4 separate regions of the Mus musculus genome follow, and regions 1, 2 and 3 are each linked to region 4. A link is a contact called in public HiChIP or PLAC-seq and promoter capture Hi-C data. All regions are on one chromosome and are shown on one strand. The core of a region is the stretch at or near the end of the contact, and the rest is flanking DNA. Distances in the headings are between cores, read along the strand shown. Region 1 holds the start of Fbln1 (fibulin 1). Region 2 holds the start of Ribc2 (RIB43A domain with coiled-coils 2). Region 3 overlaps Fbln1 (fibulin 1). Region 4 holds the start of Wnt7b (wingless-type MMTV integration site family, member 7B).

Region 1 (3,848 bases), core at 1,111-3,610, 380 kb after region 4:
AGGAAAACTGGTTTCCAAAGCACTAGGTACCCGGGTAATCTGATGAGCGAGCTGGGGAGCAGGGAGCAGACTTCTCACCTTCACAGTGGGACTTCTCCCCTTCACCGTGGGAGGGGGTTGGAGGGTGGAGTGGGCACAGACACACCAACACAAAAACTGCAACTCTAGAATTCATAACTTTAAGCCCTGGAGGTCTCAGTGCTGCGCCCCCCACCCCCAGGGGTTCTCCCAACCCCCAGCCCCATCTTCCTGCCTCCAGTCTCCACCTCCTGACTGGGAAAGTTCCAGGAGCTCAGCTCACAGCCACATGTTTCTGCCAAGGGCTCAGGGCCTTTGTTCTCCCTCCCAACAGGACTTTTCTTTTAATCAGTCGGAAACTGCAAGCTGGAGCCAGAGGCCAAGAAAGCCTTGGAGAAAACACAACTGTTTCTCCCAACACCTCCCCACCCCCCTACACCCCGTCTGCTCCCTACACCCTCAGCTGGTCCTGAGGCAGCCAAGCCCAACAGGACAGATAGTCACAGGACAGTCATGGGCTGACTCTGTCCCTTAGCAAGAAAAAAATCAGGGCTCTTCTGCATATATATACAAATATATACACAGCCAATGGGGGACAAGTGAATGGCCAACAGGGTACTCTGCTGGGCTGGCTTCCCTAAGGTCCTTTTTAGATGTCAGCTTTCTCGCCCACCCCACAGCTCTCTGGGGCCTGAGATCAGGGTCTCCTGGCCTTGCTACAGGCTGCAGGAAGGGACCAAGCAGCTTCAAACCCTTTTCTAAGATCATACCAAACTGAACTAACCAAACTCAAGGCAGCTTCCCCTACAAGCCACAAAATGGGCCTGAGTGACTCTAGGAGACACGACTCTGAGTACCACATCTTTCCACCTGTCTCCTTTCTGCAGCAATATGGGGGTATCAGAGGTCCCTGCCATTTGCAACGGGTGTGCCTCCTCCCTTATTAAAAGTCCTCTCTGGTTTTCACTCTCCCTGGCAGGGATTCAAATGCCTTCTTTGGCCCACAGACCCACCTCACCATCTCTGGTCCAAGCACACAATCTGCTCCAAGAAGCCTCCCTGAACTCTGAGGGGCTGCAAAGCTCTTGGCACCAACTCAGGCCTATGAGCCTACCCACCCTGTCTCCTACACTGAGAAGTGACCCAAGATGTGCCAAGGCTGTAGCCAGTGCCCGGAACAGCCAGAACTCCTCCAGGATTCAGGACCAGCCAGCCCCTTCTCCCTCCCCTCTGCCTCTCTCTAAGACTCCTCCCAGTCGTTAGTTATCACAACCAGTGACCTTTTGACTAAAAGGGTCAGAGAGTTCAAAAGAAACTAAGCTAACCCAGGAATAAAGAATAAGAGATCAAGAAGGTGGTGTGGATCTAGGGCCCCCTGCAGAAACAAAGACTCCAGGAGGGCCAGGCTTGGCTCTGAGAACCCCTTAATCACAAGAGGTTAAAGGTCATAGATTTACAACCCCATTGCTTCTCTGATAGACAGGTAAAGTGCTTGCGTCAGGCCTTGCAGCTTTTGGACTGAGAAAAGTACAGCCTAGGTGGACCCTACTCCATTCTAAGTTTCCTGTACTGGGGACGTGATTCTGGGCCACTAATCTGCTACTACGGTGAACCAGCAGGGAAGAGGTGGCCAGCTCCCAAACCTCTGGGATGTTTCTCTATTTTCTGTTTTCTTTCTGCCCCCATCTCTGTCTTCCTGTCTCAGTTTGTTCAGGGGCAAAATGGGTGCAGTAGTTCCTCCCGCACCCACCTCCCACCCCCACCCCCGAGGGTAGGGGTTGGAGGCGGTTTAAAAGATGCACTAAAGTTACTTCCAGTACAGAGCACTTCCCACCCCCACGGCCCAGCAGGCGATCTGCCTTCACCAACAGAGGACCCGGCTTCGTGAACCCGCAGGAGGATCTGTTTGGAAGGTTAAAGATTTAAAGCAAGTCCCCCTAGTGAGGAGGGCATTGGAGCCGAGCCGGAAGTATTGGGGGGGGGGGGTCGTGGGCCTGGATTCCACGCAGCTCTGGGGACCGTGCGATGACCCCTGGGTGCAGCGCGCGCTCCGGAGCATCGGGGGCTGCAAACTTCCAGGGAGCTTGGGGCCTGGGTGGGGACCTAGTGCGGGGCCGTGGGCCCGGGGCTCCCCTACCTCGGGCTGCCAGCAGCGAGAGGCTGCTGAGCAGCAGCAGCGGCAGCGGGACGAGGCGCGACGGCACGGGGCGCTCCATGGGGCTGGCGGGCTCCGGCGGCGGACAAAGGCACGGCGGGCAGCGGCTACACGCTCGAGCCAGGCCTGGGCAGCCAACGCGAGGCTCCTGCGCGCCGCGTTCAATTATCCCGCCCGGAGGAGGCGCGGCGGGGGCGGGGCCCGCGGGGACCCTCCCTTCAGCACTGCGCAGCTGGAGCACGCCGCCACCCAGACTCTCCTGCGGGGATGCAGGCAGAGCGCAAAGCTCAGAGACGTGCCACCCACCTACAGGCAGAAAGTCACGTGAAAAGTGTCTAACCTAAATTGTCAGGATAGCGGGCAGCCGTAGGCTAGACCAGCAGAAGCCTGCTTGTGTAGACTCCCTGGCAGCCGCCAGACAGTTTAGAGGACTCTCTGATTTATTTAAAAAAAAAAAAAAGAACAATAAAATTTTTTTTTTAAAAGCTGGGAAAATGGCTCGCTCGATGGCTCAGTGGATAAGACACTTGCTGTGAAGACAAGAGGACCTGAGCTCAAATTTCCAGCATTCATGTAATATAAATAAATGCAAAAAAATTTAGACTTTCAACTGGATGTGATGGCACACGCCCAACACTCCAAAGGCAGAGGCAGGAAAATCTCCTGAGCTAGTTCTGTAGATCGAGTTCCAGGACAGCCAGGGATACACAGACAAACACTGTCCGGAAATACAAACAACAAGATTAAAGTAAAAACAAACCCACTACAGGTAAATTTGGAGGACCATAGGACCCCAGTTAGCTGATTGCGTGGGACAAGCAATTCAAACGCAGGGATTAGGCTCCGCTGGAATAATTGTGCATATCTGCAAACAGACTAGCGCTAGATAGACCGTCCATAATGTCCAGTGGGAGTCATCCAACATCCTCCACAGTGAATGAATACTCAGGGGCGTAATCACACACTAGGACCTTAAACTCGGAAGGTGCAGAGTGGGACCAACCACAGATGAACTTTGGCTGTGTAGGTCTCCTTGTAGAAAGGACAGAGCGGGTCAGAGGTTAGGAGACTGGTGTTCCTGGGCAGAGTAGAGGCAGCGGCAGCAGCTGAGGAGTAGGTCCCTTAACATAGTCAGCGTGTGGAAACTTACCAGGGTGTTCATTTACGAAATATGCCCTTCTGTTTTAATTCGAGAAGGGGGCATCATGCTCTGTTGCCCAGGCTAGCCTTGACCTCCTGGACTCCAGTGACCCCCCACTTCCTCCTAGGTAGCTCCTCCTAAGTAGCTCAGTCTACAGGCGTGCACCACTGTGTTTAGCTATCTTTAAGTGAAACCTCCTTTCAAAAGATGCGAGAAGCCAGAGGTTTGCAGAGAGACCAGGGAGGCTGGAGGAAGAGCCTGCTGACTGAGTTCAGTTCAGGAGGCCTCCCAGAAGTGAGGCACAGCTCAAGCGCAATCCAGGTTGTAGAATGCTCTCTGAGCATGTGCAAAGCACCGAGTCAGATCCCCAACCGCACATAAAGCAGGTGTCCTGGCAAAAGCTATCATTCCAGCAGTCAAGAGATGAGAGCCCGAGGCTCAGAAGCTTACGGCCATCCCCTCAGCTACATAGTGAGTACAAGAGTGAGCAGGCTGGGGCCCCGAGAGATGGCTCAGCGGTTAAGAGCACTGGCT
Region 2 (3,606 bases), core at 929-3,428, 450 kb after region 4:
CAATACAGTTCTCAGAACAAACTCTTAGAGGAAAAAAACTAGAGGCCAACATGGCAAATGTTGATATCGGACCTGGTGGTAGCTGCAGGTGTCTGTACCATTGGTGTTATAAGTTTGAGTTACTTTATAAATAAAAGTAAATAAGACTGAAAAGTTTGGAAAATGTATAATAGTATAAAAAAAGAAAAGCAACTTCCCTCATAATCCAACTCCTCCAACAATCACACAGACAACAGATTTTTGTCTTTTCCTGACCATGTTCTAAGACTTAGGTTGGTAGTCCATTCGCCTCTAAAATTTTATATGTCCACCTTTTACAAATTTACAAACCCCTGTGGTATTTAATAAAACAAACAAACAAACAAACAAACAAACAAATGTTCAATCGCTTGTGAAATTGCTAACCAAGAAAGGAAAAGTGGATTGTGTTTGAAATTCTGATCGAGGACCTAGAACGCGACTTGAACCACGTAAATCCCCGGGTGGCTCAGAACTTCCCACTCAACGCTGCTTTTTCTTGGCAGGAAGAACACACTCATCCAGTTAACTGAGCACAGCAAAGTGGGAAATGTTAAAAGAAAGATGGTGGAGATGATAACTCTGTGTGCGAGTGCGTGCTTGTGCGTGTGAGCACACGTGTGTGCGTGTGTCTGTGTCTGTGTGCCAGCGCGTGTGTACGTGTGCGTATTATGCATGTATGCGTGCATGTGTGTGCATTCACGCATGCTCCAGCACACAAGTGTCACTTGATACCAACAGCTGTCCTCTGTAGAAGGTCGGCCTTGAGTTTTGAAGCAGAGAATGTGTACGTATGTATTTAAAGTCTTTCCTTTTTAGAGAGAAAGAAATTTTTTAAAGAAAACACAAAACGATGCTAATATTTTAAAGATGTATCTCCTAAGATGTACATTAAAAATTCAAGCTGCCGGGCAGTGGTGGCGCATGTCTTTAATCCCAGCACCTGGGAGGCAGAGGCAGGCGGATTTCTGAGTTCGAGGCCAGCCTGGTCTACAGAGTGAGTTCCAGGACAGCCAGGGCTGCACAGAGAAACCCTGTCTCAAAAAACCAAAAACCAAACCAGTAACTGCGATAACTGCTTCTTCTTGAGAGGAAGAATATGCTTATTAAGCTAACTGAGCACAAAAAGGCCATAAGAACAACTCTGTGTATGTGCTCATACGTGTGTGTGTGTGTGTGTGTGTGTGTGTGTGTGTGTGTGTCTGTTCTTCTCAGCTGTAAGAGGAAGACATGAGGCCCTAAGAGATAGCTGATATTTTAGAGGCCGTAAGAAATAGCTGGGCATTTTAGAAGTGCTCACCAAAGGCTTCATGCCTAGCTTTGTCAGTTATTTCTTTTATCTTCTGGTCACGGACTTGAAAATCCCAGGCTTGTGTGTCTCCCTAGGAATGGACAAGGGAAGAGGGGTTAGAGCCAGCTAGCATTATTCAGTAGGCCACGAACCCTCTCATCTGGCCACAGCATTAAAGGTTCCCTTCCCATACGTGGAAGCCTTTGCTTATGGCTGGGTCTTCTGCCTGCGCTGTCAGCTGTCACCAGAGCTTCCTTCATTTCCTATATACACACACTCCCAACATTGTTTAAGTACCACTACTCTGTGAAGCCCTCTCTGATTTCCCCTCCAGGCTCCAGTCAGTGCTGGTGTAGATCCCACCACATTTTCTGTGTTTTAAAGTCTGCCTATTTCACTACTGCAAGGTCACCCACCTCCTGGACCTTACTCAAGCTAGCCAGAGCATTTGTCACCTGCAAGGAAGCAAATGCCTCGCTCCCAGAACTGGCTCCTGCTGGTAAGGTAAGGATTTCCAAATCTAGACAGCCAAACTTTGCTTCCATATAAAGTCTTGGCTCCTCTCTGTCCCGTCCCTAGTGCCTCACCCCAATGATCCTGTTCCTGGCGTCGAAGATCCGTCCCTGCCTGCACAGGTCAATGTACCGCTTCTTGGCTAGGTTGGCCTCCTGTTGTAGGTCCTTAGACATCGCTACCTCCATGGCTCTGGGACTCGGCTGGGCTTCAGGAGCTATCCGGAAAAAAAAAACACGGCAAGAAAAGCCCACAGAAATAAGCAAAGCTACAGCGCCGAGAAGCAGCGCCCACAAAAGTTTGAGAGCAAGTCTGTCCCGGCGGTCCGCTTTCCGCAGCGGAGCAGGGATCCAATTCCCCGGGCAACGCCAACCTCCGTTGCTAAGCAACGGCGCCTCGCTCGCTCTCCTTCCCCCGCGCCAGTCTCGCGAGACTTCGAAAAGAATTTCTTCCCGCGCTTTTTTTTTTTTTTTCCTCACGGGAGCACGAGGAAGCGGCTGAGGCACGGCGCGCAGCCATGGGGCACCTTGAGCTGCTGCTCGTGGAGAATTTCAAGTCGTGGCGAGGCCGCCAGGTCATCGGCCCTTTCAAGAGGTTCACCTGCATCATTGGCCCCAACGGCTCCGGTAACCAGCGCCCCAGAAATCCACGGCCTCGGGATCCACGGGCCGCTGTCGCCCGCTGTAGACCCGAGGGGACCCAGGGACCCACTCTCGGCTCTTGTTAACCTGAGGGGACCGAGCCACCCCCCAGCCCCCGTTGTCGCCTCCTGTGGGTCTGCCGGGACCGAAACCACAAACCCCAACTCCGTTGTGACTGTTGTAGTCCCGAGGGGACCCAGGACCCCTGTAGACCTTAGGGCACCCAGGGTCCCATGTTAGACCAAGGGCCCTCACTGTTGGCCTGAGGAAAGCCAGGGTCAGCCATTGCCCATTGCTGGCCTGAGGAGACGGAGGCACCCCAGGGCCCCCCCCCAACCCCCACGCTGTTGCCCCGACTCCACTGTTGACGGCTGTAGGCCCAAGGGAACCCAAGGACCGGCTGTCACCTTGAATCCCCCACCCCATCCTTGGTTGGCCTGAGGGGATGGAGCCACCCCAGTCCCCTGCTGTTGACTGCTGTAGGCCTGAGGGGACCCACGCCCCCCCCCCCCCCCCCGTTGGTCTGAAGGAACCAAGCCCCTTCGGCAGCCCAGCTCATCTATCTGTAACCCTCCCCCACCTCCCTATCTGAGGGGATCCAGGGACCTCTGAACCGCCCCCCCCCCCGTTGTTGGGGGACGAGAACCCACCATCAAACCCACCCCCCTCTCCCCTTTACCCACTGTAGACCAGAATGGGACCCAGGAGACCACTGGCCTGAGGTTTCAGTGTTTCCCAATGGACTAGACCCAAGAGCCCCGAATCCTGGGCCACCAACCCTTGCTGGCTGTTCTCATCCTTCCCCTGCCTTCCTTCCCTGTAGTCCCATCTCCGTCCCCAACCCCCATCTCAGCCCAACAACCGCAAGTACTAAGAATGAAATGGATTTGGCCTTTGTTGGAACAAAACAAAACACTTGTAACCCGAGCATAGTTAATAGGAAGAATTAAAGGGAATTTTAGAGCCCCAACGATAATTTCTAGAATAGTTTTCCTAAATCAGTCACTGCAGATGTCTGCAGTCTGAGCACTTAAAAGTTTTATAGTTTTGATAGAACAGACTCATCTTTAATATTCCTTATATAGCAAATCTACCACTGGGTGAAGATCTCATTGGGTGAAGATCTCCTTGTGGTTTAATGAT
Region 3 (3,702 bases), core at 311-2,810, 350 kb after region 4:
GTCTAGTGTTTTCCCTTTGAAAGGAGAGGGGTTGCAGCCAGCAGACCTGCAGCTGTTTAGAAGAAGGGACTCTGACCTCAAAGCAAAGGTTTAGAAGTTCCTGCCTACAAAGCAGATAAGACTTCAAATGCTAACAGCTAGGCGGTGCCCCTGCGCAGCACAAAGACAACAGAAGAGAGAGGCAGGTAGCCCTCCTATCTGAGCAGCCTTTCTCTGGACTCTTATGATCACACTGAGCTCATGGCTCCTTTATACACTGGTTCACTCGGCTCTCAACCCACACATCTTTGAGTCTTATCCTTTTCCAGATTGAAACTGTCTCCACCGAACGCCACTCTAGTCTGTCTCTACGAAGTGAACCATTTTTCTGTGAAACAATTTCCGAAGGTCTAAGTGGCTGTGGCTGGGAGCAACCACACGTCAAAGGATGCTTCTCATGTACCCATCCTATCACAAGCAACCGCCGAGGTCCTTGTTCTCAGCCTCTCAGCTAGATGCTACAGTCACGCCCATCTTAAGGGGAAACACCTGAGGCTCCAACGAAGGAAATGAACCTTGGCACAAGTTCGAATCTAATAGTCTCTGAGTCTGAAACCCCTTCACCCAAAGCACAGGGATTAGACCCTTAGACCCGGCCTTAGACCTAACCCTGATCGCCAGTAGTTTTATAAATAAAGTTTTATTGAGACACAGCCCCACCACCTGGGTCTACACGCTGTGCCCTTTAGACTGTACCTGGCCAGGATGAGTCACTGTGGCCACATGGTTCACAATGCCTATGACATTTGCTTTTTGCCCATGAAGGAAGTTTACCAGCCCTGATCTGGGCTGACTGTCGCATGCTCGCACTAACCCCGCTCACGGCGGCGCGTGTCTTACCAATGCAGTTGCCTAGAGCATCCTGTATGAAGCCGCTCTTGCACTGCAGCTTCGGTCTGCAACGGAAGGATCCCAGAGTATTCTGACAGATAAAATCGGGGGGGCAGTTATGAATACCAGTCTCACATTCGTCAATATCTGGTGCATCGTAAAAAAAGGAGATTGTTAGCAAGAGTCCAGCCAGAAGAGTGTCACAATACTTTAATATCACAAGAAAGTACTTTAAAAAAAAAGGCTCATTTCTCAGACTATAACCCCAAAATATTTCAACAGAGAGGGTGTTACGAAAAGGCCCACGGTGAGCCAAACTGTGTAAAAATTGCTAAAGTCTTAAAAAAACACTCTTAAAAAAACACTCCTCCTCCCTGACTTATGAGGCAAGCTTTTTGCTATTTAACAAATCGCTTAGGCATTTTCCTGGCAGGTATATCATTCATTGAGAAGTGTATGTTTGGATTAGATCATACAGCAATTATCTTAGCGACAATAAACACAGACTTTTAATTCTTTTTATCTCGAGGTCTTCATAATAGTCCAAATATTAACAATAGTTACATCAAGATAGGACAAGATAGATTGCCCTGTCTCGAAGTTCACGGCTGTCAAAGGTTCAAGTGTATCTACTCAGCTGGCCTGGCTCCCAGGCTCTGGAGTCCAGAGGCTCAGGCAGGCAGCAGTGCAGGGTGGGGCAGCGGGATTGCTCAAGGGCTTGGCTGCCAAGAGAAGGCATCTGGCTCTTGGGTCACCCCGTATAATTCAATGATCAACATTTTTACACAAGACCTGCGCTAGCAAGCATCTTCAACTTCATCTGGGTTGGTTCTGTTTGTACGGAAACACAAACGAGGACCCTGGACTTGTTTGTCAAAGATCAGGCTCCGAGCTTTCTAAATCAAATGGGCTAGTGTCACTAACTCAGCATCATATTGAAGTAAACCTGCTCATCACAGACCTTCCTTCATTTGCCCTTGTGTACTTTGCAAGGAGGTGGACCCTCCTCCTTCTTGCAGTACCTGAGGCAGCCACATGGGGGCAGCACCACAGAGCCCAATGGGCCCTTCCCTCTAGGCCATACCCACAGCTGGGGAAGGGGTGAGTTTTAGGTTTGGATGTGAGCTGTACCTTTGCAGTTATTATCCTCTGTGAGCTCATAGCCAGTCCCACAGCTGCTGTCCCGCTGGCAGCGGAAAGAGCCCACTGTATTGATGCAGGATTCTCCCAGCCGGCAGTTATGGCTGCCTGTGATGCATTCATTGATATCTAGAGAGATTAAGGCGATGCAGAAGTAACCAGCAAGAACAACCAAGCCTTAAGCTTGAGCAGAAGGAATGTCCCAGAAGCCATGGTGGATCTGGCTTCCTGCATTCATCAAGTTGCCCAATCAAACTGAGCTGAGTCTTGCTGTGGGCACATCTGGAGAGGGGCAGACACCAAATCAAGCTCTGTTAAGTTTCAGATCTCTTTGAGTAAGGGCCAGACCCTAGAATCATGGCGTCTACAAGACTCCCACAAAGGAGGTCGCATGCATCATCCCCATCTCTTAGACAACGGGAAAGGCAGAAAGAAAGATCTACCCAAGGCCTCACGGCAGATCCTGAACCCAGGTGAACCCCAATGCAGCCCTTTGCCCACACTGTATCTATAGTCTTCTAGAAGACAGCCTTGTCCAGGCAGCACGCAGGTCCCAGCTGTGTTCCAGGAATGGAACAAAGGTTGTGCCACGCAGGCCTGCTCAGCAGAGGCTCCGAAGCACAGGGGCTAGCTCTCAGATGTTACCTTCGCAGGAGACACCATCCGACTGCAGCTGGTAGCCCACAAAGCAAGAGCAGATCACCTCGTCCCCAGTGTCACGGCACTGCTGCTTACAGGGCCCGCCACCTGCAACCAGAGTCCATGGGAGCTAGTGAACAGACTGAGCGACCTTCAGAGACCCTTCCAGGATGCACGGACACAGAAAACAGGCTCCTTGCCACAGCCACGTGTGGTCCTTGGGACACTCCCAAGCCTCGGCTCTGAGCGTCTCCGGGGCCTCTGAAGGCAGCAGAGGTCTGACAAGTTAGGAACCTTGTGTTGCTTCTGTGGTTAGAGTGGACCTGGGGAGGCATACTGCTCGTGGTCAACAAGAGGCCTGGGGGGAACAGGCTCCACCTGGAGGCAGGGCTCTATCAGAGCCCATGTAACTCTCAAGGGTTTCCAGCTGCCCATTCCTGCTAGCTTGCCCATGTCCATGTCCGGTGCTGTGACAATTGTGGGTACAGCCTCTCCCTGCCTGGCACCTCCCCTGTGACTCACACGGGATACTTCGAGTGTAACCCCACTGGGATGATCTGTGTTTCCTTTGCCACAGCCTGGCTGGCTATCAGGGGCACGCAGGCCTTACAGCGATGGTGGCTAATGGATCCTCCTAAGTTGTCACACCGGCTGTCACTCTCGCAGAAATCATCTGTGGCCACCCAGAGAGGGCTCACTCCAAGCTTCCTGGGAACTCCTTATCTCCCTCTCCCCTCCCTCCTGGCCTCAGCGCAGGTTGACACTGAGTGCTGGCGCTATCACTTTGTGATTAAGCTGCCTGCATACCTAACACCCAGTCGCAGAGTGAACCCTTTGGGTGGAGCTGCAACAGAACGGTCAGGTTAGATGAGCCAGAATGTTCTTGAAGAAAAAGAATTTAGTTAGAAAAGGCTGCACTGCGTGGTCACTCTAACGTAAGTGCAAAGGTCTCCTAAGAGACCATGACTCTACAGGGACAAGCGGGGCTCCAGGGACACACAGATAAGAAATAGCTACTCTCCTGGGGCATCGCAGCCTTGGAGAAGTATCATC
Region 4 (4,152 bases), core at 728-3,227:
TGCAAGGTCAAATGACGGGTAGGAGGCCCTCTGTGATTCTAGGTCTCCTAGGACGCCTGGGCGGTGCTGCTTCCCACCTGCTGTCGGCAGGGGGCAGCACGTCGCTGTGTTACAGACCCTATGCAGTACTTCAGACAACCCTGCATTCTGTTTTGGGGAAACTAAGGCCTAGAAGCAGGTCGGGTCCCATCTACCAATAGAATTACCCACTTTTCTCTGACATAACCCTCCTAGAGAATCCCAAGGCCAACCCTATCTTGGGCCTCCCGATCTGACAGGTCTGGAGATGGGCTAGGAATCTTAAGACCCCAGGATTGTTTGGTGTTTGTTTGTTTGTTTGTTTGTTTGCAGGGAGGAGGAGGCACGCGTGGATGCTGTTGCTATTCCAGCCCCGATGCAGCCACATAAATATTTTGTCTCACTAACAGACCCCAAGACAGGGGTTGTTGGTGGGGACGGTGGAATAGCCCCCAGACTCCAAGGCAAAGTGAGGAATCCCTAACCATTTCAAGTCCAGCTCTTGTGGCAAGCGTTGCTCCCTGTCGCCACGGGATGGCAGCATCCACCTGCCAAGCTACCAGGCTGTTCTGCTTGCTCCCAGCCACCTGGCCCAGCTCAGCTCCCTGCCTACCAAGTTGTGCGACATCCAGAGTTCTTGGTTTCAGGGGACAGTGGTGTGGGACTGCAACTACCGTTTGACATCTGTGCCTTAGTTTCCCTGCTTGTGATGTCCAAATTCTCCTTTCTAAAGAGTCCTCCAACTCAAAACGATCTGCACAGCTGCACCTGCCGGCTTCTGGACCTGGGGTTCAGGAGCGACTCTCTCTCTCCCGGGTCGGGTCGTGGCAAAAGTTCAGAGGATTTGGAGAGATTAAGAGGGGATTAGGGGCAGGGACGGTAGCTTTTGAGCTCGAGGTTCCGGGCTGAGGACAGCGCCCCCTCATACCCCTCCTCATTTCCACACCAGGCAATTGGGTGTTGGCCAGTTTAAAGACGAGCGCCCTCCGAGTTCATCCCCTTGTCATAAGGGCGCCATTTGATGCTGCTGTCCGGGGCTGTAGACGCTTGAAAACCTGGCACACACCCCCCACCCACCCACCATGTGTCTGGTTACTAGCTGGTCCGCTGTGCTAAGACAGACCTAGCTGTGACAGGCAGTGTCCCTGTCACCCATTTATCCAGGATAGGATCAAGCGAGACACACCACAGGATGTGCCAGGCACCTAGGCCAGTCTGACTTCCCACTTTAGCGGTTCAACAAGAATCAGATCTGACACCCGCCCGCATCGGACAGGCCTGCAGAGTGAGACAGAATCCTCAGACTGGGACTCTCCAAGGATGCCTTTCTGAGTCTCTCTGTCATGGTGCCACTTTTAATGCTGGGCAGGCTGGTGTGTCTACCAGTCTCAAGTCCCACGCTCTGCTTGCGCTCTGCAGTGCCGGGCACTGGAACGAGTTTTCCCCGAGTTTGTTGGGCAGGTAACAATGCCTGATCCGGAGTTGTGGCCCTGGAAGCACCCACGTAGGTAACGTCTAGGGGAAAGATGTCTGCACATAGAAAGGAGATGGTGGTGGGTGGTCTCTCTCTCTTTAACTAGAAACTGGAAACCAAGTGACCACCAAGCCCTGAGCGGGTAGTTTCTTAGCCCCCGCCCCTACCCCCACCTTCACTGTCTCTGAGGAGCGCAGGTGTCTCTTTGGAGCCGCACCCTCTCCCCTCCCTCCCCTCTTCCCACGCAGTCCTGGGAGGGCGATCGGAAGGGAGCTGGCCTGGGGAGGGGGGGCGAGGGGTTAGATGCGTTCGTGTGTCACGGGGGAGGGAGGAGAAAAGGGAGGGGAGAGCCAGGGAGCGCGCGCGAGAGAGCGCGCTGCGAGCGAGGAGGGCGGGCGGGAGGCGGATCCTCCTACCTGGGGCGCGCTCGCCTGCTCGCGGCTCGCTTGCCGGGGCCGCGAGTCACCTGGGGAGGCGGACAAGTGCGGACACATTGGCCGCCCCGGCGCACCGCGAGGCGCGCACGGCCCCAGGCGGCTAAGCCCAGTGGAGGCAGCGCCCGCCCGCTGCTCCTGGCCCCGGCCTGCGCTCGCAGAGTCCCACGGTCACTCCGCTGGGCTCCGAGGTCGCGGTTCCCCGCCCGGGTCACTCCCCCGGGCGCACGCGGCGGCTGCGGCGCCCTGGGCTCACCATGGTGGCAACGCGTGCCGGGTGCCCACGCGTCGCCCGCCTCCCGAGCCGAAGCGCCGGCTGAGCGTGGTCCTACCGCAGCTCCCTGGCTCCTGCCCGGCCCCTGCCCACCCGCGCGTCCCCTCCGGCCGCAGCTGTCTATGGCGCAGCCCCCCTCCCTGGATCATGCACAGAAACTTTCGAAAGTGGATCTTTTACGTGTTTCTCTGCTTTGGCGTCCTCTACGTGAAGCTCGGGTGAGTATTTCTCTGGGCGGGGGGCTGCAGACGGGGAGCCGGCAGCCACCAGAGCCTCCTCCAGCGGACCTGGGGATAGGAGTTGGTGGGGGAGGGCGTTTCTTGAAGTGGCCAGGCTGGCTGGTATCTCCGGCCCTCAACCCAGCCTCGTTGAGACTCAACCGAGCCCCCCCGGAGCCAGAGATCCTCCGGAGGGGCGCGGAGCCAATACGCAGCAGGGACAGCGCGGTCCGCGGACGGCCGCAGCGGGGCTCGCGGGTAGCGGCGAGCGTGCCGGGCGCGTACTTTCACCTGTTTGGGCTCCAGGCCCCGGGGGTGGGACGCGCCTTCCCTCCCCCGGGCTGCGCTGGGCGCCGAGCCCGGGCCGAGCGCTAGCCGCCGGGAGGGCGCGCCGGGCCGGGGGGGGGGTGCGTGGGGCATCCCCGGCGGGGGAGATCGGGGCGCGCACTCGCCGCGAGCGCGCAGGCCTTGCACCCGCCGCGGCCCTTCGTCTCTATCCATCACCCGGACATGTTGAAATTACCTTGACAACTCGTCCGGCTGGCTCGGGATGGGCCGTGGGGCTGGCGCAGCAGCCTCGGGCTCCGTCCCGGGCCCGCGCCCCCGCCCGCCCGGGGCCTTGCGCCCGGCCCCCTCTCACCGAGCTCCCCCTGGCGCGGCCGGCCGGGCGGGCTCCAGGCGGGCCGCGCTCGCTGCTCGCCGCCGTAGCTGCTCCGAGTCGTATTTCCACATTCCTGAACCCAGCCGAGTCCTTACCTGTTGAGCCGCGATCTCCTTTAGACGGAATCTGTCTCGGCCTCCCCGGATTGGGGGTGGAGGGGCAGTGTGACCGAACGGAGCGCACCGCACCTCGCGGGCGTTAGTCACTCTTGGCGGGCCGGCCGGGACCAGACCCCCACCCCCACTCGGAGCACCTGCGGACATCTGTGCCCGCCTTGCCCGGCGATCCTACTATGTGTCGCCCGGCGCTCTGAGGCCAGCCTCATCTTGGCCCTAGGAAGGCCAGTGACCAGACCTGTAGGAGGGGCGGGTTCCGGTACCTGGGAGACCGACTTTCCAGGCGAGAGGTAGAAACAGTCGCTGAAGATCAGCACCCTTCCCAGCTCTCTGCACCTCCGCCATCTTACAGGTGAAGAAATTGAGGCCCAGAGAGGGGTAGGGACCAAACCTGGTGGCCTCAGAGGCAGGATTGAAAGTCTCTTCCTTATTCCTGCAGACCTGGGCGGGAGTGTCTGCGGCTGAGAGTGGTTGTGTTTATTGTAGGTTTGTGAGGGTAGGCTATGTCCCTGGGTGTTTGTTTATGAAGGTGAGGGGTGCCGGGGCTTTGAGCTTGCTGGGATGGGGGCAGGGTGGGCAGGCCACTGCTTCCTGGACTCTCAGCAGCCTGTAATGAATCTCCTGGGCCTGTGAAGGGACCCACCGCCCTTTGGGAGGAGGATCCATGCAGATCCCAGCTACCTGGTTCTGGCGCCAAGGCCTTTGAGTTGGGCGCTTGACTGCACCGGCCCTGGCTTCCATTGCTGACCATTCTTCTCAGCAAAGTCCTCTTATCATCAAATGGGAAAAAGTGTCAGCGGAAGGACCTGGGTGCCCGAGGTTGGGGGACTCCCTGGAGTGGTACCTGGGTTTCATGCCTTTACCTCATCTTTCATGGCTGGGAAGGCTTTTGGCTGTGGTGCTCTGAACAACTTGGTGGTCAGTCCTGAGTAGAGAGGGGGGTCTCTGTTAGCCCAG

What was found. HiChIP or PLAC-seq counts read pairs in DNA pulled down with a chosen protein or histone mark. Capture Hi-C pulls out chosen DNA fragments and counts their contacts.
Region 1: a promoter capture Hi-C map of pancreatic islet shows a contact between it and region 4. The contact joins the promoter of Fbln1 here to the promoter of Wnt7b in region 4. A contact is called at or near these places in 4 of 39 promoter capture datasets (hippocampal neurons, liver and stem cell-derived epiblast-like cells), 4 of 484 Hi-C or Micro-C datasets (differentiating embryonic stem cells, embryonic stem cells and uterus), 13 of 115 datasets of contacts at active chromatin or transcription factors (astrocytes, embryonic basal ganglia, embryonic forebrain and 6 more) and 3 of 9 other capture datasets (embryonic stem cells, liver and pancreatic islet).
Region 2: an H3K4me3 HiChIP or PLAC-seq map of embryonic forebrain shows a contact between it and region 4, with 8 times the contacts expected there. The contact joins the promoter of Ribc2 here to the promoter of Wnt7b in region 4. A contact is called at or near these places in 16 of 39 promoter capture datasets (the 3T3-L1 cell line, 3T3-L1-derived adipocytes, the C10 cell line and 11 more), 3 of 15 datasets of contacts at CTCF or cohesin (embryonic stem cells, large pre-B cells and pro-B cells), 46 of 484 Hi-C or Micro-C datasets (the AtT-20 cell line, B cells, the BV-2 cell line and 33 more), 13 of 115 datasets of contacts at active chromatin or transcription factors (astrocytes, craniofacial prominence, embryonic basal ganglia and 8 more) and 3 of 9 other capture datasets (adipose tissue, embryonic stem cells and pancreatic islet).
Region 3: a contact with region 4 is called in a CTCF HiChIP or PLAC-seq map of the NIH/3T3 cell line, with 7 read pairs. The contact joins the enhancer-like site here to the promoter of Wnt7b in region 4. A contact is called at or near these places in 21 of 39 promoter capture datasets (the 3T3-L1 cell line, 3T3-L1-derived adipocytes, the C10 cell line and 14 more), 4 of 15 datasets of contacts at CTCF or cohesin (the NIH/3T3 cell line, embryonic stem cells, hippocampal excitatory neurons and 1 more), 16 of 115 datasets of contacts at active chromatin or transcription factors (T-cell acute lymphoblastic leukemia, craniofacial prominence, embryonic basal ganglia and 8 more) and 3 of 9 other capture datasets (adipose tissue, embryonic stem cells and liver).

Annotation. Positions count from the first base shown.
Region 1 is chr15:85,204,520-85,208,367 of GRCm38.p6, reverse strand. It overlaps Fbln1 (fibulin 1), which reads right to left and starts at 2,360. Exons shown (of 17, transcript NM_010180.2): 1 at 2,156-2,360. The coding sequence starts at 2,234.
Region 2 is chr15:85,130,671-85,134,276 of GRCm38.p6, reverse strand. Ribc2 (RIB43A domain with coiled-coils 2) reads right to left here and starts at 2,178. Exons shown (of 7, transcript NM_026357.2): 1 at 1,897-2,178; 2 at 1,319-1,400. The coding sequence starts at 2,010. Smc1b (structural maintenance of chromosomes 1B) reads left to right here and starts at 2,320. Exons shown (of 25, transcript NM_080470.1): 1 at 2,320-2,448. The coding sequence starts at 2,340.
Region 3 is chr15:85,229,854-85,233,555 of GRCm38.p6, reverse strand. Fbln1 (fibulin 1) reads right to left here. Exons shown (of 17, transcript NM_010180.2): 6 at 2,656-2,757; 7 at 2,002-2,139; 8 at 880-1,017. Among named protein-coding and RNA genes, the nearest start is that of Fbln1, 26 kb to the right of the region's middle. Within about 2 kb of position 1,560, at least 84 of the 459 cell types and tissues checked have an H3K27ac peak or open chromatin away from gene starts, as enhancers often do. A contact at or near this core is called in 3T3-L1-derived adipocytes, the NIH/3T3 cell line, adipose tissue and 3 more, where this site is marked.
Region 4 is chr15:85,579,646-85,583,797 of GRCm38.p6, reverse strand. Wnt7b (wingless-type MMTV integration site family, member 7B) reads left to right here and starts at 1,977. Exons shown (of 4, transcript NM_009528.3): 1 at 1,977-2,418. The coding sequence starts at 2,348. It overlaps AU022754 (expressed sequence AU022754), which reads right to left and starts at 2,656. Exons shown (of 5, transcript NR_040433.1): 1 at 2,381-2,656; 2 at 1-1,548.